Linked DNA regions of Mus musculus: all the other regions are linked to region 1. Evidence: chromatin contacts called from public HiChIP or PLAC-seq and Micro-C data. All regions are on one chromosome and are shown on one strand. Each heading gives the region's core, a stretch centred on a gene start, on an enhancer-like site or on the middle of the called end of the contact. The rest is flanking DNA. Distances are from core to core; before and after follow the strand shown.

Evidence for each region. Hi-C and Micro-C count contacts between places; a contact is called where the count stands out from the background. HiChIP or PLAC-seq counts read pairs in DNA pulled down with a chosen protein or histone mark.
Region 2: an HNF4G HiChIP or PLAC-seq map of pancreatic cancer cells shows a contact between it and region 1. The contact joins two enhancer-like sites. A contact is called at or near these places in 2 of 15 datasets of contacts at CTCF or cohesin (the NIH/3T3 cell line and large pre-B cells), 2 of 484 Hi-C or Micro-C datasets (cerebellum and cerebral cortex), 15 of 115 datasets of contacts at active chromatin or transcription factors (CD8 T cells, the NIH/3T3 cell line, the SCID.adh cell line and 11 more) and 2 of 9 other capture datasets (adipose tissue and embryonic stem cells).
Region 3: a Micro-C map of embryonic stem cells shows a contact between it and region 1, with 2.3 times the contacts expected there. The contact joins two enhancer-like sites. A contact is called at or near these places in 1 of 15 datasets of contacts at CTCF or cohesin (large pre-B cells), 2 of 484 Hi-C or Micro-C datasets (bone marrow-derived macrophages and embryonic stem cells), 9 of 115 datasets of contacts at active chromatin or transcription factors (the SCID.adh cell line, T-cell acute lymphoblastic leukemia, bone marrow-derived macrophages and 5 more) and 2 of 9 other capture datasets (adipose tissue and liver).
Region 4: an H3K27ac HiChIP or PLAC-seq map of embryonic stem cells shows a contact between it and region 1, with 3 times the contacts expected there. The contact joins two enhancer-like sites. A contact is called at or near these places in 1 of 39 promoter capture datasets (neural stem cells), 10 of 484 Hi-C or Micro-C datasets (the C2C12 cell line, adipose-derived mesenchymal stem cells, cerebral cortex and 3 more), 7 of 115 datasets of contacts at active chromatin or transcription factors (embryonic forebrain, embryonic midbrain, embryonic stem cells and 1 more) and 1 of 9 other capture datasets (embryonic stem cells).
Region 5: an H3K27ac HiChIP or PLAC-seq map of trophoblast stem cells shows a contact between it and region 1, with 5 times the contacts expected there. The contact joins two enhancer-like sites. A contact is called at or near these places in 2 of 15 datasets of contacts at CTCF or cohesin (the NIH/3T3 cell line and large pre-B cells), 6 of 484 Hi-C or Micro-C datasets (the 4T1 cell line, bone marrow-derived macrophages, double positive thymocytes and 3 more) and 18 of 115 datasets of contacts at active chromatin or transcription factors (SST interneurons, bone marrow-derived macrophages, craniofacial prominence and 12 more).
Region 6: a contact with region 1 is called in an H3K4me3 HiChIP or PLAC-seq map of embryonic stem cells, with 14 read pairs. The contact joins two enhancer-like sites. A contact is called at or near these places in 1 of 15 datasets of contacts at CTCF or cohesin (embryonic stem cells), 3 of 484 Hi-C or Micro-C datasets (embryonic stem cells and uterus), 14 of 115 datasets of contacts at active chromatin or transcription factors (T-cell acute lymphoblastic leukemia, bone marrow-derived macrophages, embryonic hindbrain and 6 more) and 1 of 9 other capture datasets (embryonic stem cells).

The regions. Positions count from the first base shown.
Region 1 is chr17:83,863,314-83,867,426 of GRCm38.p6, reverse strand. It overlaps Gm35125 (a long non-coding RNA gene), which reads left to right. Exons shown (of 3, transcript XR_877036.3): 3 at 1,573-2,889. Among named protein-coding and RNA genes, the nearest start is that of n-TIaat17, 3.4 kb to the right of the region's middle. Within about 2 kb of position 1,831, at least 14 of the 459 cell types and tissues checked have an H3K27ac peak or open chromatin away from gene starts, as enhancers often do. A contact at or near this core is called in the NIH/3T3 cell line, embryonic stem cells, pancreatic cancer cells and 1 more, where this site is marked.
Region 2 is chr17:84,332,684-84,336,796 of GRCm38.p6, reverse strand. It overlaps Thada (thyroid adenoma associated), which reads left to right. Exons shown (of 38, transcript NM_183021.3): 27 at 1-4; 28 at 2,640-2,771. Among named protein-coding and RNA genes, the nearest start is that of Gm24492, 47 kb to the right of the region's middle. Within about 2 kb of position 2,251, at least 92 of the 459 cell types and tissues checked have an H3K27ac peak or open chromatin away from gene starts, as enhancers often do. A contact at or near this core is called in the NIH/3T3 cell line and pancreatic cancer cells, where this site is marked.
Region 3 is chr17:84,311,768-84,315,880 of GRCm38.p6, reverse strand. The region is part of intron 28 of Thada (thyroid adenoma associated); the gene reads left to right. Among named protein-coding and RNA genes, the nearest start is that of Gm24492, 26 kb to the right of the region's middle. Within about 2 kb of position 2,155, at least 40 of the 459 cell types and tissues checked have an H3K27ac peak or open chromatin away from gene starts, as enhancers often do. A contact at or near this core is called in embryonic stem cells, where this site is marked.
Region 4 is chr17:83,465,320-83,469,432 of GRCm38.p6, reverse strand. All of the region lies in intron 19 of Eml4 (echinoderm microtubule associated protein like 4), which reads right to left. Gm46594 (a long non-coding RNA gene) reads left to right here. Exons shown (of 3, transcript XR_003952356.1): 1 at 1-4,113. Among named protein-coding and RNA genes, the nearest start is that of Gm46594, 5.7 kb to the left of the region's middle. Within about 2 kb of position 2,317, at least 5 of the 459 cell types and tissues checked have an H3K27ac peak or open chromatin away from gene starts, as enhancers often do. A contact at or near this core is called in embryonic stem cells, where this site is marked.
Region 5 is chr17:84,214,057-84,218,169 of GRCm38.p6, reverse strand. The region is part of intron 36 of Thada (thyroid adenoma associated); the gene reads left to right. Gm36279 (a long non-coding RNA gene) reads right to left here. Exons shown (of 4, transcript XR_385852.4): 4 at 1-2,173. Among named protein-coding and RNA genes, the nearest start is that of Gm36279, 24 kb to the right of the region's middle. Within about 2 kb of position 2,234, at least 56 of the 459 cell types and tissues checked have an H3K27ac peak or open chromatin away from gene starts, as enhancers often do. A contact at or near this core is called in the NIH/3T3 cell line and trophoblast stem cells, where this site is marked.
Region 6 is chr17:83,562,054-83,566,166 of GRCm38.p6, reverse strand. Gm34801 (a long non-coding RNA gene) reads left to right here. Exons shown (of 8, transcript XR_877032.2): 2 at 12-73; 3 at 1,322-1,416; 4 at 1,617-2,410. Among named protein-coding and RNA genes, the nearest start is that of Gm34801, 3.8 kb to the left of the region's middle. Within about 2 kb of position 2,141, at least 22 of the 459 cell types and tissues checked have an H3K27ac peak or open chromatin away from gene starts, as enhancers often do. A contact at or near this core is called in embryonic stem cells, where this site is marked.

The DNA.
Region 1 (4,113 bases), core at 582-3,081:
ATTCAGATATACACACACCTACATACCTATCCTCCGGTACCAGGGATTAACCCGGTGACTTTGCATACAGCAGTTAGTGCTGTACCACTAAGCTGCATACCCAGTTCTCTAGTCTAACTTCGTATCGCAGGCCAGGGCAACCATTAAGCAGCTAAAGATCACAAGTAGATATGGTCTGACCCGTGAATAAGGCTGAAATTTTATTCCTGTGAAATTGATTTTGATGAGGCTGATCCCAGTCTAGGCCCTTGGACTTTCCTATATAAACATCTGAAAACAATTTTCCCAATGTGTATACAGTGAGTGTATACATGGGGACCACTCCTGTGGCCCACAAAGACAGCCTGTGGTCAGCTGTGGAGACACGGGGAGAAAATCCAGTCTGTACTTTCATCTAATTGGGTCCTCAGGACTTGGGAACTCTCCTGCTCTGATCTGGTTCTCCTAACCCAAGCCTATGCTTGGCTAACAGAGTGTGTGGGAGCAGCTCTCTGCTTTCCCTGGTGCTGTGTTTGGGAATGCTGGGAAAAAATGGTCTGAGTCCATGTTAAAGATACAGAGGGGCCCCAGGTAGCCCTGCAGGCTGAGGATGGAATCCCAATCAATGGCCTAAGCCCCACTGTAAGGAAAAACTTCTGGGGCGGGGACGCAGTGCCACCGTGTGGCCGCCACGCGCGGCTTTTCCAAAGGCCCAAAGAAACACCTATCCAACTAAAGCCTGGTGTTCCAGTCAGCATCCAGGCAGACATGATACTGGAGAAAAAGCTGAGTGTTCTACATCTTGATCCAAAGGCAGCCGTCAGGAAACTGTCTTCGCGGGCAGTCAGGAGGAGGGTCTCTTCTGCCCTGGGTGGAGCTTAAGCATAGGACCTCAAAATGACAAACTTCCCCCAACTAGCTCACACCTACTCCAACAAGGCCACACCTCCTAATAGTGCCCCTTCCCATGGGCCAAGTATATTCAGACCACCACACTCAAAACTCAATATGTATGTATGTATGTATGTATGTATGTATGTATAGGGGTGTGTGTGTGTGTGTGTGTGTGTGTGAGAGAGAGAGAGAGAGAGAGAGAGAGAGAGAGCGAGAGAGAGAGAGAGAGAGAGAGAGAGAGAGAGAGAGAGAGAGAGAGAGGCATGCATGTGCCTCGGTGTTCCTATGGAGCTCAGATGACTTTTGGGAGCCCGGGTTTTCTCCTTCTGCCTTGAATTCAGGGTCAGACTCAGGTTGCCAGACTTGAGTACCAAGCATTCTTTACCTTACTGAACCATTTCACACTCTTGATTTCATTGCTCACAAAACCCTAAGAATCCCTACTATCACCACTGTAAAATTAGTCGGACTACATATATTCTAATCCGTTAAGGGTTTCTTCTTCCTCCTCCTCCTCTTCCCCTTCCTCTTCTTCCTCTTCCTCTTCTTCCTCTTCTTCTTCCTCCTTCTCCTCCTCCTCTTCTTCTTCTTCCTCCTCCTCCCCTTTCGACTTCCCTTCCCCCCCCCTCCTCTTCTTCTTTGCTTTGATTGCCCTTTGCTTCTTTTCTTTGATAAAGATATTTTACTTTGGATTTCTAGGTTACATCTAGTTTTGCTCCCTATCTGACCAGAAAGTACTTCGAGAAGCCACTGTCCATGCCAACTGTAAGCAGAAGGGGCAGATGCATATCTCAGAAGAATATTTGTGGTGGAGCAAATATTCCTCAGAATTGAAACATCCCTTCCGGGAGGGATGTAAGACCCAAGAAATGAACAAAACTGAGCTGTCTCGGGAAGCCTCTGGGACGCATAAGCCTCCCAAGGCCCTGTCCATAGCCCAAGGAGTACGACTGCTCAAGCGTAGTCACAATTGCTGAGGGGAGGGGCCGGACTCACTGACTTCCTGCCCTTTCCCAGAGAGCCCCAGGGCAATAGCCCATTGTCAGTCAGGCTGAGGTGGGTGTGGGACGTAAAACCACTCCAGAAAGTTTGGGAAGATAAAGCAAGTCTAGAGTCTGAGATTCAGGTGACTCCAGCTCCCTGCTAGACTCCTGACTTGAAACATGTGCCATGCTTCTCACATAAAAGAAACATGTCCTACGGTCATGTAGGCCCCAAACAGACTTCTCCATTCTAATGAGGTACCTAGAGGCCCAGAGGGCTCAGCCAATGAGCTTTCCCTTCCCAGACATCCCTTCTGGCAAAAGGCATTTAATCTCGGGCCCACCCTGAGAAGTGGGTACGGTTTACACACTCATTTTCCACCATGACAATAAACTGTTTAGAACCATGGACTGACTCTTTTCATCAAGATCTGCCTGTTGTGGGGTGCCATGAAGAAGGCCTTCGCCTACAGAGCCACAGCCTAGTCTCCTGGAGAAGGCCTCTCTGGGCTCCCAGCCACAACTGCCACCAAGCTTGCTGCCAGGCTAAGGACAATCATCCCCATGGGACAAGTTGGAGCTCCCCTCCCTCACCCACCCTCCACTACGGGCTGGACACCTCTCTTCTGCAACTCCCAGGGCGCCTGGATGTCTAAGAGCCTGAGAACCCCTCTACCTCTGCCTTGTCTCAGGCCCAGGGACCCCTGAACCAGCTCCAGCTTTCTCACATCTCAGACTGCGCTTTCCCACCCTGGAGCGATGCCTCCCTACAGCCCAGCACCTGCCCTGGCATGGGGTAAGCACAGTCAAACTCTCTGAGTTCTGCCCTGTGGCAGAGTGGACAAGGGCCTACGACCCTACTGTACAGTTAGTTTGCCTCTGAGCCATCCACAGTAGTGATGGTTTGTATATTCTTGGGCCAGGGAGCGGCCTTGTACGAATAGGTGTGACTTGGCTGGAATAGGTGTGTCACTGTGGGTGTGGGCTTAATAGCCTCACCCTAGTTGCCTGAAAGTCAGTCTTCCACTAGCAGCCTTTGGATGAAGACATAGAACTCTCAGCTTTGCCTGTGCCATACCTGCCTGGATACTGCCATGCTCCCACCTTGATGATAATGGACTGAACCTCTGAACCTGTAAGCCAGCCCCAATTAAATGTTGTTTTTTATAAGACTTGCCTTGGTCATGGTGTCTGTTCACAGCAGTAAAACCCTAACTAAGACAACAGTGCCACAAGGAACCCAGATACACCCACTGGTTTGCCAGTGGACTTTGGACTTTGATGGGATTGTTTGGTCTGTTAGTGCCCAGAGGGGTAGCAGACCAAATTTTATCTCCCCTGGGGAAAAAAAAATCACACAATGTTTTGGTCCTAAACGTTGTTAGAAAAATGGAATGGATTGCCTTAAAGATAAAGCAAGTGGGCTGGAAAAAAAATAAAGCAGGAGTTATGAGCATTGCCTGCTCTTCTAGAGGTCTAGAGTTCAATTCCCAGCAACCACATGATGGCTCACAACCATCTTTAATAAGCTCCAATGTCCTCTTCTATCATGCAGGCATACATGCAGATAGACCACCCATATATAGAAAATAAATAAAACATTCAAGAAAGTCTTTATGGAGCAGAGCTTGCAAATCAGAGTTGAGCTTTTACACCGGAGTCCTTCTACACAGTGGACAAAGGAATCTGTCAGGGGTTTGTGCTTGCTCGTAGTCCCCTTCTGTCACTGTGACAAATACCGGAGAAAAACTCAGCCCAAGGAAGGAAATGGCTCACAGTCGAAGGTTGTTGACTGGCTAGCTGGTTTGCACTGCCCTCTGTAGATGGCAAGATGGGAGTGTGTGGCAGAGGACGGTGCTCAGCTCATGGTGGCTGGGAAACGGGGAAAGGGTAAAGTCCAGAAGGACACACCACCAATAACACACTTCCTCAGCTGCCTCTCACCTTCCAACACCTCCGTCCCGTCCCCCCCCCCCCCCCCCCCATGGCTCAGGTAAGAACCAGCAACTGACTAAGAGATCTGAGTCCCCTCATCCAGTCACTCCCCCAAACCCATCAGTTGGCAGTCCTGGCTCTGAGGAGGTATTTCAAATCCACGACACAGCAGGGAGTAACGGACTGAGGGTCAGAAACTTACACTTGGCAAATCTGATGATTTCTCACTTCTCGTTTGAAAAAGGATTTTTCAGAAAATTTTGTTTTGGAAATGCTGGGTTTTTTGTTTGTCCTCTTAACTCTTTTTCAGGAATAAAGATGA
Region 2 (4,113 bases), core at 1,002-3,501, 470 kb before region 1:
ACAGGTAATTAGAGAATACACTGGAAGAAGTGCAGACACAATGTCAAGTACTTTATTAATCATGATTTTAGGTTGGACTGGGTGGCTCAGGTCTGTAATCCCAACCCTTAGAAGATACAGGATTACCACCAGATATGGGCTACATAACCAGACCCGTCTCAAGAAAATAAACATTGGGAGAGGAAAGAGCTATGGAGAGATGGCTCAGCAGTTAAGAGCACTGTCAACTCTTTCAAAGAACCTAGGTTCACTTCCCAGCACCCACATAGCAGCTCACAGCTGTATGTAACTGCAGTCCAGGGAATCTAGTGCCTGCTGTGTAAGCACAGTACTTCAGGTACAGTGAAGTGTGCTCACATATATACAGGTACCGTGAAGTATGTTCACATATATACAGGTGAAACACCTGTAAAATAAAAAATGTAAAACTAACTCTGGAGTAGATGAAATGACTCAGTGGGGTAAGACACCAACAACTAAGCCTGACAACCTGAGCTCATTTCCAGGACCTTAGTGTGAAAGTAGAGAGCCAGCTGTCAAAATTGTCTTCTGTCTTACAGACAGACAGAGACAGAGACAGAGGAGGGGAGGGGAAAACCCAAACCAAGCAAGGTGAAGGGGCTCCTGAGGCTCCACCCCTCCCAGAGGATCTACCACAGTGGTGTAGCCGTTGGTAAGGTACCCATGCTCCTGTAAACAACCTTTCACCCAGGCTTCTCTAAGCAACTGTAATAAAACTTGTGAGTCACTTGTTAAAAACCCATGGAAGTATATGAGGATCTGCAGTAGGAGGGCATATATGAGGATCAGAGATTTCATATGTAATTATCACTAGGAATACTTAATGTATCCTAATAAACAACTTTCTTTTAAGTTTGATTTTTATGTATGTGTCTGCCTTCATGTTAGTATGAACATGCACATGGGAGCCCACAGTGGCCAGAAGCCGGCATCAGACAGGCTGCAGACAGTACTTGGTGACTCCGAGGGGTGCTTGCTGCTTTCTCAGAACCCATGTCAGTCATTCCAGTCCCTGGGAATCTGATACTCTCTTCTGGTCTTCATGGTTATATTCACACACATGCACATAGACACCCCCTACACACACACACACACACACACACACACACATATGCACATATGCACATAAAATCTTTATGCCTTTAATTCTAGCACTAAGGAGACAGGCAGATCTCTGAATTCAAGGCCAGTCTATTCAGAGTTCCAGAACAGCCATGGTCACACAGAGAACTCAGGTCTCAGGGTGGGATCAAGATGGGGTGAAAAAGAATTTACTGTTTTCATTAAGTGAAGACCTGAAGACCTGTGTTCAGTCACTAATATCCATATAAAAAGCTTGTTGTTATGCCATGTGCACTTGTAATTCTAGCCCTGCAGATTCGGACATAGAAGGGCCCTAGGGCTTACTAGCTAGCCAACCTCACTTCCTGGGTAAGTCCCAGGTCCCCATGAGAAATCCTATCTCAAAAGACAAAGTGGGGTTGGCAAGATGGCTTGAGCCCTGATGACCTGTCCGTGTGCCCCAAACCCACATGAAAGTAAACGGAGAGTGACACCTCACAAGTTGTCCTCTGTGTGTCATGGCACATGCACCCAATAATAAAAACTTTTTACATTTTAAAAGGACTAGGGACACAGTTCCTGAGGTTTAACATCCAAGGTTGACCTCTAGTCCCCACACACAGACACACAGCCACACACACACATACTTACACACATAGACACACATACCTGAATTATTTCTTCCTCTTATTTTTTAAAATTTTTGTCTACATTACTAAATGTACTTAATAGATTCTTAACATCCTGTATTACTGGCCTGTTGCAGCTTGCTGCTGTGAAACAACAGCTAAGTTGCCTGTGATCAAATGTGGGTCCCTGAGCAAAAATGATCAATAATTTTAGAAATATAAAGCAGAGTCATTTTAAAGGGCATTGAGTCCCCTGGGGCGGCAAGAAATGGTGTCATTTTGTTTCAGTCTTACTCTGTAGCTGACAGTAGACTTTTTACTATGGATATCTTAGAACATGCAACTTTTTAATTTTTCTGCAGTCTTTGTACTGGTATAAATACATATAAACTGTCTGTAATGGGAAAATGTAATTATATCAATGAAATGTATTTTTGTCAAGATATCTTTTCTCTAATTGCTAGCTAGTGCAGGGAGGGTTTTCTGGTTCTAGTGAGTAATGGCCTAGTCATGTTTCCTCAAAGCCATCAGACAGGGAGAGCTTCCCATTTCCTGAAAGCTCTGGACAGCACAGTACAGAAAGTGTGACTCCAGAGAGTCACTGGCTTTAGAAGAGGGTTGCGTGCAGGACCCTTGCTTTGCCAGAGGCTTCTCCTTGTGCACGTTAAAGTGAAACAGGAAAACGTGACAAAATGTGGGGCTGGAGAAATGACTCAGCAGCTAAGAGCACTGGCTGTTCTTCCAGAGGTCCTGAGTTCAATTCCCAGCAACCACATGGTGGCTCACGACCATCTGTAATGGGACAGCTACAGTGTATTGATATAAATAAAATAAATAAATCTTAAAAAAAAAGTGACAAAATGTGTTTGAAAGCAGTGCCTGCCTTCTTCAGTCTGAAATCTTTTATGTGTAATCACTTTCCTTCAGTGAACTGGGAGAGCCTGATCGCCACCCTGGCATGTTCCTCTTACTCCTGGTGTTGGAGAGACTGTACCCATCGCCGATGGACGGCACATCATCTGCGCTCAGCTTGGCCCCTTTTGTTCCTTTCATTATCAGGTAGTGTCATATTGCAGGGAACTTGAGAGAATGTTCTATCTTGTTCTTATTTGGAGAATTATAATCAATATATTGTCTTAGGGAGCCATTTTGTGAAAGCAAGAGAGTGAAGCTTTCTGCTATTGCTCCTGACTGTTCTCCAGTGCTTTCTGAGCAGTTACCTGTGCTTAGCCCCTGGGTGTGGGCGCCTATGGCTGTGTTGATAGTGTTTTCCTTGGAGACCGGCTAGTGGGTGTGTGATGTTGATCGGAAGTATCCCTTTTGAAAACACTGCCTATGGTTTGTATTGAACAGTATTGGGCCAGCCAACACAGGTATGCTGGGCGGGCTTGATCCTAGCATGTATTCCCTGCCCTGTGGTTTAAAAGAATATTAAGGCACCTGGCTCTTTACTCTGTGGAAGTCAGAGCAACCAGGACCTGGTGTGCCTGTGGCAATGCCACTTAGCCCATTGTCCCACTTAATCTTCTGTTTCAAACTTGGGGTGCCTAAAAGAGATGCAAAAGCATAATGCATGTGGGTGCACACCAACTACAGGATACATCACCAAAGGCCCCAGTACCTCTTCTGAAATGGCTGTCACTTTTTAGTTTTTGACTGTGCACCTTAACGTGTGATCCTCAAAAAGCATTTGTGTTTTCCTATGACTCACTTTAGAAGCTATAATATTATTATCAGCTCTTACTCTTCGGAGTTCTTGACTAGCATGTGCCTTTCATGGATCTATTGAAATTTGAGATGGACTTGGGGAAGCACAAGAACACAAAGCTTGAGTGTGTTTATTATTTGTGCAGCATCTTGTGTTCTGCTTCCTGGGCTCACATAGTTGACTTACGCATTTCCATGTGAGAAACCATGAAACACGAGGTTCTGACATGTGATGCTGTGGCCATTTGTTTGCCACCAAGCCTGGGCTGTGGTTGTGCTATCTGTGATCACAGAGGTGACTCACTGGGACTGGCTTGGTTTCCGATACAAAGTTACCGTCTGCCTCCTCCAGTATTGGGTGATTCATTTTAGAAATTTGGTGGTAAATTTTACTTTCAAGAGCCTTAAAAGTGTTCTCTTTCATGAACATTTGTGTGTATTTGAGGGGAGGATGCAGCTAAGCAGTGTTTCAGAAAGTTGATAAAAGGGAAAAGGTACAAACAGTATCAGCGCCATTAGAAATCAAGATGTGCTGTGCACCATCGGCTATGTCGAGACCATTCATTCTGCAGAGGCTTTTACCACACCATCTGTTGTTGGTTGTTCCTAGAGACAGGAAGTTGCTACATTGAAAATACTCTTCCAAATGGACCTACTTATATATAATCTGAGTATGTGCATGGTCCTGAGAGAT
Region 3 (4,113 bases), core at 906-3,405, 450 kb before region 1:
AATTAGAACTCCTGGCAGTATAACACCAGCAGAAGGCCAGCCTGTTTAGCTGGCTTCCACGCCTGTCCACTACCTTCGAGAAAGGGAGACACCCTGAGAGCTGGTGCTATGTGCAGAACCACAGTAGAATCTGCAGGCGCCTTTTTTAGTCCCTGTAGATAGAGCAGGGCAGTTAGGAAGAGCTTTGCCTCCGAGAGGGCTGTGCAGCTTATCGTCGTCGTCTCAGGCTGCAGAATCTGCACCCTCGGCTCTTCTACAACGCTCATTCCAGCCTGTGAGCCCCCAAGGTAGATCTGGCAATGCTTTTCCAGTTGTTGTAGGGGAGATGCCAGCAAGCTGGAGCCCACTGAATGGCAGGGTGATAGTCTGTGTTACATCTTTAGATATTTAGAGCACTTCATTTTTCTTTTGGGTAAGACTGAAAATATTTTTCCTAAATCTCTAGGTCTAAGGGGGTCCAATATCTTTGTGTGGACATCCTTCCAAAGCGTTCTTCTTGACCTGGGAAAGAGTTCTTACTAAGGGAAACTGTGTGTCACAACTACAGAGAAAATCTTCTTCCCAGCTGTCTAAAACACTACTGGAATCTCAGAACTTTAGTTTCAAATGTTATTCATTATGGGAAAAAAAACAAACAAGTGGTGAATGATTGAGATGAAATATCAGGTGAACTATGAAAATTATATTTTGTCTCTGTCTCTGTAAGGGCAGGGAATCAGGCATTAGCATTTAAAAGCCATGCATCTCTTCATTATTGAAGAAGTAATTCTGAGTAATGAACGTGCACTGTGGACATAAATACTGCACATTCCCTTTCCATCCTTCTCTGGGGGACTTGTACATGCCATTGCCCAGCACTGTACATGCCATTGCCCAGCACTGTACATGCCATTGCCCAGCACTGTACATGCCATTGCCCAGCACTGTACATGCCATTGCCCAGCACTGTACATGCCATTGCCCAGCACTGTACATGCCATTGCCCAGCACTGTACATGCCATTGCCCAGCACTGTACATGCCATTGCCCAGCACTGTACATGCCATTGCCCAGCACTGTACATGCCATTGCCCAGCACTGTACATGCCATTGCCCAGCACTGTACATGCCATTGCCCAGCACTGAAAGGAATGGTGTGCATGCAAGCAGCCATCAGCCGCGGCTACCTCTGCATGCATGTGTCTGCCACATGCGGTGGCTGGGTGCTGCTGAAGGGGTGTGCAGCTGCCATTTTAGTTTAAAAATTAGCATCTGGGTAAGGCCTAGCAACCACGCAGCAGAGTGCGGGTGACTGCAGAATCATGCATCTCCTAAGGCCCAGCCCCAAGGGATCACATCGTCCTTCTCTCATGTTCTGTTGTGGCTTAATAGTGTCAGCATTTCTTCATGTGGTTTTGTTATGTCAGTCACAGTTAACTTACATACAATCACCGATTTACCTGCAGATACATGATATTTTTGTTTTGTTTTGCTCATCAGACCTGACAATGTGCAGTTTTTAGCTTAGCAAGTATCTACAGTTCTTATTCCTCACTCATTAATCCGAAGGAAGGATTTTTTTTTTTCAGTTTAGCTCCAAAACTCCAAAAGTCCTGATTCATTTATATTTGGTATATTTGAATGGAGAAACCCGTGACGAACTGAGTAGAGGATGTAAGTGCAGTTGTTAAGTCCTAGCTACCAATGCAAGTGGGCAGGAAAAGGCCAGTGCAGTTGGCAGGAGATCATTTGATGAATTAGAAGCAGGTTTAGGGGTCTAAAGAGAACCTGTTAGCCTGGACCATCACTGAATGCTTTGAGAATGTGAAGATGACATTCACAAATGTATATAGATTTTTTTTAATTTATTGGATGCAAACTTTCTTTTAATTATTTCTTCTATACATGCACACATTTTTCTAAAGGCAAGATTTGGGACAGCATTCAATGGAAAACATCTTTGCTGTAATAGCAGTGGAGTGAACCGTGCATGATAAATTTGAGCCCTAGGCCTGGAGAATAAAGGTGTGAGAGCAGTCAGTTGGCCCAGAGAGACTGAAGCATCTTCTCTGCTGTGCAGCTTATTTGGATGGAGAGTGAGGGTGGGGCTCTGTGAGCACGTGCAGGATGTTTGGTACAGGATGGAGAGTGAGGGTGGGGCTCTGTGAGCACGTGCAGGATGTTTGGTACAGGCAAGGCTCTGTTTCCTGTTTTGACACAGAGAACACTGGAGACAAACAGAGAATATACTTGCTCACAGAAGCTTTAAGTTCTCAGATGACCCTACCTGTCAGATTATAATAACCGGTTGCCGCTCATCTGGTGGGCACTGTGTTTTCCGTTCGTTACCTTATTTGAGCTCACAGTAGCCTTAAAAGGTAAGCAAATCTTAGAAAATCTGTTGACTTTCCCTAAGACCCTCACTAGTGAGAGTACTTGAATCTACACCAAGGCATGCTAGATTCCAGAACATGCTCTCAAGTCTCTGTTCTCAGTGTCATTCAGTATTGTAGACAAGGTAGTGGCCAGGGGTTGCCGTGGGAAGAAAGGGTAAATGAGATGCATCCTGCGAGCTTACACAGACAGGGCTGTGCGCTTGTAATAACTTCGTAGGGATGAAAGCAATGGCTCTGACCAGAGGTAGTGCAGCAAGGTTGACAAAAGAGCACACGCCCTGTTAGAATTCAGATGGAGAGAAATAAGTTATCCAATGGCCCCAGGGTCAACGCACATTCCAAAGGCATTCCAAATGAAGCAGCAATGAAGAGTTGTTTAATAGTGTAACTTGGAAACTATTGCTCCTCCCCTAGGCTTCAGAGGGACCCTGGAAGGTAGGGTTGTCTCAGTCATTAGTGGGCACCATTTTCCAAGAGCAGATAGCTGAGCTGTATGGAAAGCAGACCACAGTTGCTGGTATTTATGAGCAAGTTTAGTGAGGGGAAGTCTTGGGACATAGCTGAATCACAAAGTTTATTAGTGTTCAAAGTGGGATGAGAAACCACTTCTGTGGTTTTCTATTTTAATAGTCCTTGGATTCTATTGTTTGTTTGTTTGTTTGTTTGTTTGTTTGTTTGTTTTTCAAGACAGGGTTTCTTTGTGTAGCTTTAGCTGTCCTGGAACTCACGCTGTAGGCCAGGCTGGCCTCGAACTCACAGAGATCTGCCTGCCTCTGCCTCCCAAATGCTGGGATTAAAGGCGTGCACCACCACCATCTAGCCTAAATTTTCTAACATATTCCTGTCCTTGTCCCCAACAACTGTCAAAACAAACCTGCAAGTGTATTTTTGCTTAGTGTTTATATGTGTGTATACACATGTACATATATCTGTTTTTAACTGTAATCTAACTTCCTGCTTATGTAATTTATACTAGAAGATTGTAAAATTACTTTTGACTTGCTTCATGATGAATGCTATTAATTAAATTTTACTTTATAAATTTCCATCTTTAGCAAATGCATTGCTTTAAAATTTTTTTTTAAATTGCATCTATTTATTTTGTGAGTATATATGGGTTTGGGTACATACATGCCATAGCACATGTGTGAAAGTCAGTTCTCTCTTTGCACCAGGCTGGTCTGAGGGAACAAGCCTTAGAACTTGCTCTGTAGAGCAGGCTAGCTCTACATAATGATCTCTTCCTCTTAGGTTGTTGGGATTAAAACCGTGGACTAGCATGACGAGTAAACATGCATTACTGTTTTAGGATAATTTTAGTTCTGTTTATTAACACAATGGTATGAAAGGTTATGAGTTTAGTAAGTACCTAAGGCAGGAAAAAAAAAAGTGGAAGTTCTGACATTGTCCTACTTTCCCCTGTATAAATGCCATTTTGGAAAAGGTCGAGAGTAGAGGGAGGGCCATTCTTTAGTGTAAGGCTGCTGCTAATTGGAAACTAAATATCTATAATCATTTCATTGTAATTGAAAGGGAACATTTATATATAAGATCCCTTTTGGTAACATAAAACCCTATAACACAGGGTGTGAGTTGGGGCTGGGGACAGACTAGGAAGCTTCAAAATAATAGCTGTGCAATGTGAAATCATTTGCTAATTGCAAAGCATTTTCAAAATATTTTCTTTGTTGAATGAACTTCTGTCCCTATAGGCCAAGACAGATATTCTACTGTGTTT
Region 4 (4,113 bases), core at 1,068-3,567, 400 kb after region 1:
GATTTGAGCAGGATTAATCAACTACTGCAACAGATGGTTCTGGGCCAGAAGGCTGAAGACAGATGCTCCAACGTTTTGAGGAAGTCAGCTGTCTATATAAATTGTTTAAGTTTTGGAAGCTATGTTTGTGTCCTTCCTATGTATTCAGGTAATATTTAATTCATCCTCACATCTCTGACAGGGCTGAAGACTAGCTATAGTCTCATAATCAAACTGAAGTTGTTTAGCACTGAGGAAGATGGTCTAGATTTGAAAAGGAAGGTTTCAGATGGTAATGCAAGTGAAAATCAAAACAATTCAGATATAAAATTGTAAACTCTTTTAAGTTAGGATAGATGTTAGAATAGTGTACCTAAAACTGGCAAAATTGATTGCCTGGACATTATTAGTATATATTATACCTTATAGTATACCTGTTACTATGTTCAATGTATATCCGAGAGAAAGGCCTTTTAATGGATGAAAAGGGGGACAGTAGATTTGATCTAATGCTTGTATTATTACCTATGTTCCCAAAAGTCCACAAAAATCTGCATGTAAAACGTTGAGGGTCCCTGACCTAGTTGTTTTTAATTGGTAAATAAAATGGCCAGCGGCCAATGGCTGGGCAGGGAGACAGAGATGGGACTTTAGGATTTGAGGGCAGAGACAGAGAGAGGACTGAGAACCGCAGTGTCGGGAAAGGAGAGAGACCAGGCCTGAGGGTGCAGGAGGGAGAGCACAGCAATCATGGAAGAGCCTGGAAGAGCAGCCCCAGCCCCTGCCCCCATTAGTCTAGGACAGCAAAAATGGAATATAGATTTTATTAAGTAACAGCCCAGGAGTATTGGAGGGGAGGTGCAAGCCACGTGGAAGTTTGGGAATGGCCCAGCCATTGAGCTCTTTAAGGCATATTAATATAGAAGGCTGTGTGTGTGTGTCTCTTAGTGTCTTACACGGCTTCTGCTGGGGTGATTTGAGCAGGACTTATTGGTTACAGCAGTCTATATCACTAATTTTATTTGTTTGATTTTTCAAGACAGGGTTTCTCTGTGTAGCCCTGGCTATCCTGGAACTCATTCTGTCGACCAGGGTAGCCTCAAACCCATAGAGCTCTGCCTATCTCTGCCTCCCAAGTGCTTGAACTAAAGTCATACACCCTCACCGCCTGACAGTACTGTAATTTTAAAGCTAGGAGTACTTTGTATAATCTACTATAGTAACTGCAAAGCACATAACTCTATTCAAATCTGAGGTGCTTTTGTGGTTTATTTTCTTTGAGATTTCTAGGAAGTTTAGATGAATCAGGACACAAAAAACAATAAAAACATTTAATGGTCCACAAAATAAACAATTAAAAAATAATTGTAAAATAATGTTTTTGGAAAGAGAAAAGGTAGGTATCTTGTTGAGTGCTGCCCAGTGGAACCATCACTCATATTTTGTTTCTGGAAGGACAATGTGTAGGGACACTTAAACCTGCCTGCTGCCCTGTACTAGAGCGCTCAGATTTGCATCCTTGCGTTGCCCCATCATCTATGAAATAACATGTCCACACACAATAACACCACAGGGAGGAAGACTGCAGCTGCTCAGAATGGTTATACTCTATTACACGGGTTATTTCCTAACACTCTAGTCTGTCTCTTTCTTTTTTTTGCTCCACTGTTCATGTAAACGTTGGCCAGTATCAGTGTTAGGTCTCGGGCAGTACAACAACCAGTGCATATACCCAGAGCCCACGGTGGGCTACAGAAGGCTTGCTGACAGCTGTGTAAGCCAGCACTCCTTAGGAGCTGGTGAACCTGGTTCCTATTGCCAGGAGGGGTCATTTCCCTTACCTAAATAACAAAGCCCACGCCTGACCTCCATGCTCCCTCCATCCCCATGTTAGACATTAAAGCGAGCACCCTTAGATCCCCACTCTCTTCACACCCCTCTGGCTGGTCTCCCCGCAATTCCCTCGCTCGCTATGCTGTCTCTCTTGCTTCCCTAGCTCTGGCCATATTCAGCATGCTCCCCCAACAATAAAAACCTTTCCCTTAGCCGGACTATGGCGTGGCTTCTTTACTAATCCCTTTGCATACAATCAGGAAAACGACTGGAAGGAGGGGCCAGCATCTGCATTTGAATCCTGAGCTCTAGCTGTACCATTTTAAGAAAGGAACTATTAAAATTCAATTTTATGAAAATAAGATTCAGAGAAGCTATCAATTTGCTTGAAGTCACAAGTTAGTAGGTGGCTGATCCAGCCTGGTCCAGTTTGTCCTCTAATAGCAGACAGAGCAACAGTAGCATCTGAGCAGGCGGTGGGGTAGACAGAGCAGGGACAGAAACACAGGCTGCCTGCAAGAGCCGTGCCCACCGTCACAGCCCTAACGGCTCTGTGTACGCACACAGGTCCTGAGACTGTCTCATGTGATTAATGGACTGTCATTTCCCAACATTTCCAAGGTCCTTCTGCTTGTCAGCTGTTAGACGCCACTATTTTTTTTCTCTGCTGGGTAAGTCACATGGTAATACAACACATGGTAATAATAAAACACACTCTGAGGATCATAAGCACTGCACAGTCTGTCCTTGATGGCAAATGAGGAAAACTTTAAGTTCTAGATCTGCCATGATATCAAGACAACTGCAAAAGGAGGACTGAGTTAATAAGCAAGTAGCCCACACTGCAGCCAACTCTAAAGCCAGATTCCCACTCCATCTCTGTGAGGTGGTGCACCTCCACAGTCCTAGGATGCAGGAGGCTGAGGCCGGCCTGGGCCACATAAGAAGTTCCTGTCTCAAAACAAACCATCCAAACAAACAAAATATAGGTTCTGTAAGGTTAAATCATATTTCCTATGCCCTATTTATTAAATAAGCTTTGGGGCCTGTTTATTTCTGTCAAGAGGTTACAAACTGAAGCATGATTTAAAGTTAGGCAGTGAGATGGCTCAGTGGTTATAGACCTGCGTGCCATGAACTTGTGTCCCAGCACTGGAAGCCATGCAGAGCTGTCCTCTCGCCTCCAATGTGCACTGTGCACATGCACTCACACACAAATCCTGCACGTGATAGTCAAACAACTTACAGCCTACCATGGTTAAGTTAAAAAATCCTCATAGTGAAATAGTTTTTCCTTTTTTCTTTGTATGTGTGTGTGCATATGTTCCATGTGAATGCACATATACACACGGAGGCCAGATGACAACCTCACATTTCTTCACCAGTCTGGAACTCACCAAATAGGCTAGGCTGGTGGGCAGTGAATCCCAGTGACCTGCCAGTTTCTGCACGCACAGGGCAGGAATTACAATCCAGCACCACCACGCCTAGCTTCTTATGCTTAAACCAAGGTTCTGGGCTCTACCCAAGGCCCTCAAGTTCGCAGGACGAGCACTTTCCAGCTGAGTTGGAATATCTTTTTTTTTTTTAAATCTTTTTTAATATACTACAGACATTAAGTTGATAAATTAATTAAAAGATGCAAACAATGATTTGTAACTTGTTTTCAAAAGAAAGAAAATATTTTTAAATTAAGTTCTGCAAGTATCTCAGATTGCTTGTAGACCAGTTTATAAGTGGACTGGTTTTAGGGTATGGTATAAAACATATGGAGCAGTAATAAACAAATCTCTCTTCTCAAACACTAAGTCTTTGCTCATACAAGTCCAACATTCTTATTTTCTTTTCTGAGATAGTCTCATTATGTAGACCTGCTTGGCCTTGATCTTGTGACCAATGTTCTTGCCGCTGCCTCCAGACTGCTAAGAGCACAGGTCTGCGCTGCCAGGATAAGCAAACTGAAAACTCCGAATGCGAATGTCCGAAATGCTTAACAATCTAGAACTTTATAAGCTTGTGTGATAGGTGGGTCAAAACACAAGTGTACTAAACACACTGTATAACCTTATCTCTGTGCTCTGAGTGTAAGAAACGGACGAATCAGTGTTTCTACTTCAATTTGGCCCTAAGATCTCTTATAATGAAAATATAAATATTCGAAATGCCAGAAACCTGAAAGCTGAAACACTTCTGGTGCTAAGCATTTTAAGTAAAGCATAGTCAATCTGTGTAAAATAAGTAAAATAATTTTCAGCCCCACACTACATGTGTGTTTAGAAGAACTAATTCTTTATTTATGCA
Region 5 (4,113 bases), core at 985-3,484, 350 kb before region 1:
GCTCCTGTTTGGAGTAGGCTAGCCTAGGCTTTCTTGTTCCACATGACAGGAGCTCTTCAAAGCAGAACAGAATGGAAAGTGGCTGTTACTGTGTTTGCTGCAAAGAGGAATTTTACCTGGGCCCATGCTGGGAGACTGTGTGTGCAATCAGACAGAGTGCTGTGTTGTAAATCTAATGCCTCTCAGGGTTTCTAAAAAGAGCACAGGACAGCAGTTGGGCACGTCTTTATGTGTGACACTGGAAAAGACCGTATCCTAGGAGCTGTGCTTTGGCCAGCTCTCTGAGGCAACAAGTGTCCAGTGTGTCTAAAGGGCAGGGAATCTTCAGTGAGTGTACTGACAGAGCTTGTCAAAATGAACGGGTGTGGTGGCACATGACTTTAATCCCAGTACTTGGGAGGTGGAAATAGGCAGATCTTTGAATTCCAGGCCAGCTACATGGTGAGACCCTGCCTTTAAAAGAAACAAAATGAAGCTTGTCTTGAGGACCAAAGGCAGAGAACAGGAGGTGAGAATCCAAAGCTGACCTCGACACTGCCTTCTCTTCTCCTTTGATCTTGCCCCCCACACACACACACACCTCTAGCAGGAGTACCCACAGTACCAGAGTGTAGGGCATGTGTGGACAGGGATTCCAGCTTCAAGCATGAAACAAACCACTAGTGTCTGCAGCATGGAGACCACGTTTGTAGTTGCTTAAACAAGTCAGTAGCTTTTCTCCCTAACTCAGAATACCCAGCAGGCTTGTGTGGTGGCCCTGTCATCAAGGGACCCACACCTTATTTCCCACTGCTCTACATTTGCAGTTGTACTGTCCCTCTTGTCTTCTAAGACGGTAGGTCCAGCCTCACTCCCATGTGCACTGTCTAGTGACAGGAGGAAGGGAAGGCCACTGTAGGTGCTGCATCTCCTTCAACATCAACCTTAGCAGCCAGGAGCTGCTCGTGGTCTGCAGCTCTCACAAGAGGCCCAGGACTGTTGATTTGAGCCAAGTAGCAACATGCTCAGCTAAGACGTTCCCCGTCTACATGGTAGGGGATGGGCATGGAAGAGAGATGCATACTTCCCACTTCCATCCTCTAGTTCTGACATGCTCTAATACTGCAGAGGGCTAGCTGCATTCACACTGGCAGCTGGGGGCTCACATTTGAATGGTACTGAGCCCCTGGCCTTGGTTATTTAGAACCCTGCTCATCATTCCCAGACAGATTTTACCTCGCTTGCATCCATGTTGCTTTTATCATCGCAACTCACAGAGCCAAGTATACGAGAAAAGATGGATGAATTGTCTCTGTCCTCATAAATGAGAATATGGGCCAGATGGTAGTGACACACACATTTAATCCCAGTACTTGAGAGGCAGAGGCAGGTGGATATCTGTGAGTTTGAGGCCAGCTTGGTTTATAGAGCGAGTTCTAGGATAGCCAGGGCTACACAGAAATCCTGTCTCAAAATTAAAAAAATAAAATAAAATCAAGTGAATGTGGATCCGTGTGACATTTTAGCCCCATCCATTGCCTGAAATGTAAAGGCTTACTTAGAAGACAAGCACACACACCTTGCAATTACAATCACCATATCGTTAGAAGTGATGGGAAGAGAAGTGACTGGGTGACAGCACCTAGTAGAGGCTAAAGAATAAAGACATGCAGGAGGGATATGGCAGAGTGACACTGTGGAAAGACCCAAGAATGGGTAGAGTCCCAGGTCCTTTTAGAGTCACCCTGCCTATACCTACTTCATGTCTGTGGGAGTGTTGTCATGGCCTGTGCTAAGTCAGCCCATTAGTCTTAGGTTCCTAAGGCCTAGCCAGCTCCTTGGACCTCCTTTTCCACATGGCCTTTTGGACATCAGAACTCAGACGACTTTGGTCACACCCACCTTCTTCAGTTCTGGTGTTTGTTGGTCAGGAGTCTCATCGGCTCACCCACACCAGAAGCTTTTTAAGGATAGAGATTTTCAGGATAGAGAATATCTTGCATCAGCAAGGTAGCTGACAGGTTAGCACCTAGAGTGGCTTGCATCAGACTGTGACCTGGTTTCTGTAGCTCTCTTTGGTTGTGGAAAGGCAGGTGGATCTGGACCTCAGGGTGGTGGGCTTTCCTGTGCAGCCTCCCTTGTGAGCCATAATGAGCCTTGCAGGCTTAGGTCAGGTCACACTGGTACTTCAGTCCTGTCAGACCAGAAAGTAAGAGTCCTCAGTGTTATAAGCCTTTGCCACTAGGCCACCATGATGTAATTCCTCTGACCTCTCCAGCCAGGGAAATGATGGGGAGGCCTGTTTGATAGTCCACACTCTACTTTATACTTACAAAATGCACATAGAAATCATTGGCTCTGCACTCCCAGGGCTCAGGATGTGTCATGTGCAGTGTCGCCCTTAGGCTCTGCCTCTAGCCCTTCCTCGCCCTTCAGGAGTTATAAGTAAGAGACTGAGCCAAACATAAGTAGGCTTCTGGCCAAAAATTGGATTTGACTGAGAAACTAGCAGGAATATTTTTCTGGTGGCTCATCTCCTTCCTGTCTACCCTACCTACCAACCTAGAAGAGATCTAGGAATCCCCTGACCTTCCACCGTGGCTACAAGCAGTCCCAGCTTTCTTTAACAGGCCTGTCCATAAATCTCCCTTGTTTCTCATCTTTGAAGAAGCCGCTCTGTCAGGGAGTTCTTACTCAAGTGTGAGGGGAGGGAAAGGCCACTAGTTTCAGACTGCAAGTTCTTTTCACTCCATTTCACAATATCCATTTCCCAGAAACCACAGGTTTTTGTTTTGGGTTTGTTTGGTTTTTTTTTTTAAATGAGTACCCAGTAGGCAGGATGCCCAACGCACAGCCTGCTAGATTCAAGGCCAACCACCTGGAGAGAAAAGGAGTCGGTCACAGGGTTTGCCTGTGGTGGGGCTGCCTCTCACCACGGAAAATAGGGACTTAAACTCCCACTATTTGTAGTTTGCAGTGGTGGACTTAGTGGGTTGGGAGGCTTGAAGAGACAAGAATGATATTTGAAATTCAAGGCTTAGTTTAGGATATAACGTTCTGGTGAGCATCTTAGTTCCCTGCTAAGTCAACTACAGGAAAGATGAAAGGAGGCTAAAATGGAGCAGGTAAAAAGAGAAAGGAAGCCGAGAGACTCAGCTAAAGAATGGTCTTCATGATTTCTCTGTTTCTGTCAGTCTCCCCCCTGACCCCCAACCCTGACCCCCTGCCTCCAAACAGGTCCTTCTTTGTATTTCTAACTGTCTTAGAACCTGTGATGAGACCAGGCTGGCCTTGAACTCACAGACATCTGACTACCTCTGCCTCCCAAGTACTGGGATTAAAGGCGTGCACCACCATGGCCAGCCAGTCTTTCTGTCTCTTGAGGGGTTTGTGCATGTGATGACTAGAGTTTGATATTGACTGTCTTCCTCAATCATGCCCCACCTTATTTAAATAAAGATCCCAAATCAGTTATACTGGCTCACCTCAAGAAATCTCTTATCGTGTCTCCCAGCTCTGGGATTTCAGGTAAATGGCACTGTACCCAGATTTTTACCTGGGTCCCAGGGAGCCAGGCTATGTTCTCATGCTTGCATGTAGCACTTTACCAGTTGAACAGTATTCCCAGAGCCCACATGCTGGCTTACTTTCTTTCTTTTTTTTTTTTTTTTTTTTTTTTTTAAAGGATTTATTTATTATATGTAAGTACACTGTAGCTATCTTCAGACACTCCAGAAGAGGGCATCAGATCTTGTTACAGATGGTTGTGAGCCACCATGTGGTTGCTGGGATTTGAACTCCGGACCTTCGGAAGAGCAGTCGGGTGCTCTTACCCATTGAGCCATCTCACCAGCCCCACATGCTGGCTTTCCAACCTCTCTGATTGGAAGGAAGAAGACACAGCATAGAGAGTCTTCTCATGCGGTAGAAGGAATGTGCCAAGACCCTAAAAGGATGCCGTGGGTTTAGTGTGGTGGAGAGTCATACGGGATCAGGTCAGGAGCATCTTCTGCTACATAGGGAGGTTAAGGTCAGCCTTGTCTCAAAAACAATGGTAGGAGTGATCTTAAAAAAATAAATGTTCTACAAAGTGTGTGTGTGTGTGTGTGTGTGTGTGTGTGTGTGTGTGTGTGT
Region 6 (4,113 bases), core at 892-3,391, 300 kb after region 1:
AGGTACCTCAGTGTGCAGGAACTTACGGTGCGAGCCCGAAGACATGCGTTCCGACTCCAAAACCCACATCAAGGTGAAGAGAACCAACTCTGCTAGGTTGTCCTCTGATCTCACCTGCACACTGTGGCATGCATGCCTCCCATGCAACACACACACACACACACATCGATGATCAGTTAGTCCATAGAGATGAACTCTCCCAGGTCGACTGACCATAAACCTACTGCCTTAGTTTCTCTGGATTTTAAAAGCTATTCGGAAACAACTTTTGGTAAAACAAAACACGTTTATTTAGTTTGCCAGCCTGTAGAGGACGGCTCCTGCTTTCTCTCTGACTCGCCTGCAACATTGTGATGGTTTTACAGAAAAGGTGACAGAAGCCAGGAGCTGGGCATGCGTTACTGTAATGGGGACAAGCTGTCAGGGCTGTGTCCCATCTGTTCTTGTGAAGCTCATTCATCCTCTGGCTGTCCCTGGAACCAGGGCTAATTAGTCCCTGTCTTTCCCCCAGCATAGATGCCTGGAGCAGTAGTGATTCTTAGGATCCATTGTATCAGCCCCCTCCCCCTTGAATATTCTGGTAGCAAGGGGGAGGGACATAGTATTCCCCATTAGAATAGCTCATCAGGACCTAAGCAGAGGTTCATGGTTATAGCAAACTGCTTCCCCAGCATATGAGGAGGGCCTGGGCTTGGTCCACAGCACTAAGAAATAGTAGAGACACCTACTGGACTTGTTGTTGTTGTTGTTAAAAATCTGGCTAGTTACTGTTTATAAGAAACATCCCAGGGCTGGCGAGATGGCTCAGTGGGTAAGAGCACTGACTGCTCTTCCAAAGGTCCTGAGTTCAAATCCCAGCAACCACATGGTGGCTCACAACCATCCGTAATGAGATCTGACGCCCTCTTCTGGTGTGTCTGAAGACAGCTACAGTGTACTTACATATAATAAATAAATAAATCTTAAAAAAAAAAAAAAAAGAAACATCCCAGGGCAGGAATGTTTAAATGTAAGATTAGAAAGAAAGAAAGAAAGAAAGAAAGAAAGAAAGAAAGAAAGAAAGAAAGAAAGAAAGAAAGAAACTCCAGGTCATACCATGAATGAGAATTGTGTGCCTGGCGCCAGGTATGGTGAAACTCTATTAGAATCTGAACCCTGTAGACCCATTGTTTTTTTTTTTTTGTTTTGTTTTGTTTTGTTTAAAAAAAAAAAAAAAGCTACATATACCGGAAGGAACCAGGTCTGATGCTGCCTGACACCAGAGGCACCACACACAAGAAGCCATACTCTAAAAAAACCTGTCCCTTTTGAGTTTCCTCAGCCTCAAGAGCATCTGGAAGACAAGGTCATTCCACCTGCACCTTCAAAATTCTCTTCAGACAATCAAAAGGATGCCAGAACTTCTTAGATGCAGAAGTAAGTCCTCTCTATCTCTAAGCCCGTGGGGTTGCTGTAACCTGCTGCATGGCTTTCCCTTTGGCACAGATGGCTTCACAAGTGCTCGGCAATCACAGCCACACAGTTTTTCCTTTTAATCTGTCCCGCCCTCAGAATCCTGGGGATCGGTTTGGCACATTCTTAATATACAACAATTAGAGTGTTTGCTTGTCTTGCAGCCTGAAGAGTCTCACGTCTGAGCTCAACAGATAAAATAGTGAGGTTGGCTGTGTACTGTAGGACTGACGGCCCCAGGGGGAGCCTGCCTGATGGTCAGAGAGATGCTTTCCTGTGCTTTCCAGAATGGCAGCAGGTCAGACCGACTCCTTCGAGTTGAGAGATTGCAGCCACTTCCTATCCAGGGAATCCAGCCCCTCCTCCCCTTCCCAGGCGGTCGGTAGACTCTTCATGGAAAGATCCATGCTCCCTGATTACAGGAAACAGTTATAGGATAATGGAGCAGCATCCCCCAGCTCTCCAAAACGGTTCCAGGGACCAGTGTCAGGCTCAGAGATCGGAACATGGTGGAAAATGAGACCTAAAATGAGACCCAAGGGCTACAAAATTAGCATATGAGAAAAACCTAGTAAAGAGGGAAGCTGGAACTGCCTTCTCTTGCATCTGGCTGGAGCCACTGGCACAGCTGCAGAGGCACTCCAGAGTGTCTGCGGGTGACCTGCCACATGGCCTGCAGGAGAAAGGCAGTGCTAGGCACGTGACCTCAGAGGCTTCCGTATGGGACATAAGTAACCCTGTCCTTTGCCGAGTGCTAGTGCCAAGCTTCCGAACATTTCTCTGTTTGGGGTGCTTCCTCCCTGGGAGCTATCTTCTTTCTTAATATATTCTTCAACCTTATTTTCTTCTGTTCACGTGTCTCTGTCCAATTCCCTGTTGCAGATACAGAAACCCAGACCCCTAGTGGGCACCCACGGAAACGCAGCATCCGTAGGATCAGCACTGGTCAACAGCCAAGGTACGGAACCAGTGTAGATGCTCATCAACAGACCAGAAGAGACCATATGTGTATACACAGCAGAGTTTTATTTAGCTGTAAATAATGGAATTATGGGTTGGGCAGTGGTGGCACGTGCATTCAATCCCAGCACTTGGGAGGCAGAGGCAGGCAGATCTTTGAGTTCAAGGCCAACCTGGTCTACAGAGCGAGTTCCAGGACAGCCAGGGCCACGTAGTAAGACCCTGTCTTGAAAATACCAAAAAGGAAAGAAAAATAAGAGTGAAATTATGTCCTGTGCCGAGAATAAGACACCTCATTAACCACAATAAACTAAACTCTCGAGGACAAATCTGTCCTCTGGCAATGCAGTATTAGGAATAGGGGTGAAATGAGGAAGAATAGTGGGGGCTTTTGTTGTTGTTGTTGTTTTGGTTTTTTGTTGTTGTTGTTTTTACATTCAATAAGAAACCGTTCTGATATATAAAGCAAGCCTATTAGAATCTGACAAAAATATTATCATGGGAGATTTTAACATCCTCTGGAGAACTAGTATATCTTTGTTTTCACAGACAGAAGATATGGCAGAAGTACAACACTCAAGACAAAACAACTTGAACCAGACAGGGTTCCTCGTAGAGAACCAAAGCCACTCCAACCAAGTGCTTACATCACAAAGGAATACAGGGGCTGCTTTCAAAATTATTGCCAAGTCAAGAAACACTGAGGGTTCCTAAACATAATTTTTAAAAAAAAAAAATTGCATCTAACAGTTTCTGGCAGATAATATATATTGTATGAACCTTTATTAGATAAAAACTGAAAGCTCTAAGCTGCAAGCATTGTGAGATTGAGTGCTTCAGTTCAGATCGTCACTGCTATAATTCAGGTGCCAGAAAGCTGTTGCTGCTGAGGCTGAAACAATTTGATGTCAGCCCAGCCCTGCCTCCTGGGTACCACCCAGGAGGATGATGGTCTCTGGCCACCTTCCCACTCCTGTATACTACTGTATAAGACTTCTTAGTCCCAGATAAGTCATACATAGAACACAAGTTGTCATATACTCTTGGAAATTTAGAGTTGGCTTTTCAGCCCTTGTGATTCAAAGGAGACCAGTGTAGCAGGGGGAGATGAAGGCCGAGCACCAGTGAGTGAGTTTGGGTACAAATGGCTGAGAACCAGCCTGTGGTAGAGTGAATAAGAACAACCCCCGTAGGCTCCTATGTTTGAATGCTTAGACACCAGGGAGTGGCCCAATTTGAAAGGATTAGAAGGATTATGAAAAGTGGTCTTTCCGGAGTGGGTATGGCCTTCCTTGTTGGAGGAAGTGTGTCACTCACAGTGGACTTTGGAGTTTAAAAGCCTGTGCCGGTCCTAGGCTTTCCCTCTCTCTGCCTTCAGACAAGGACCTAGCTCTTATCTACTCTTCCAGCACCACATCTGCCTGCCTGCCACCATGATGATAATGGACTAAACCTCTGAAACTCTAAGTAAGCCCCCAGTTAAATATGCTCTTTTATTAGAACTGCCATGGTCCTGGTGTCTCTTCACAGTGATAAAACAGTGACTAAGACATAGCCTAAAGTGAAATGTGTGAGTCTTATGAAAAGAACTTTAAAATACTATCAAAGAACATGACAGGGGACCCAGACCTATATGGGAAAAGATTCCATATTCTTGGATTAAAGGAATCAGCCTCTTGGGAAGATTTAATTAAAAGAATT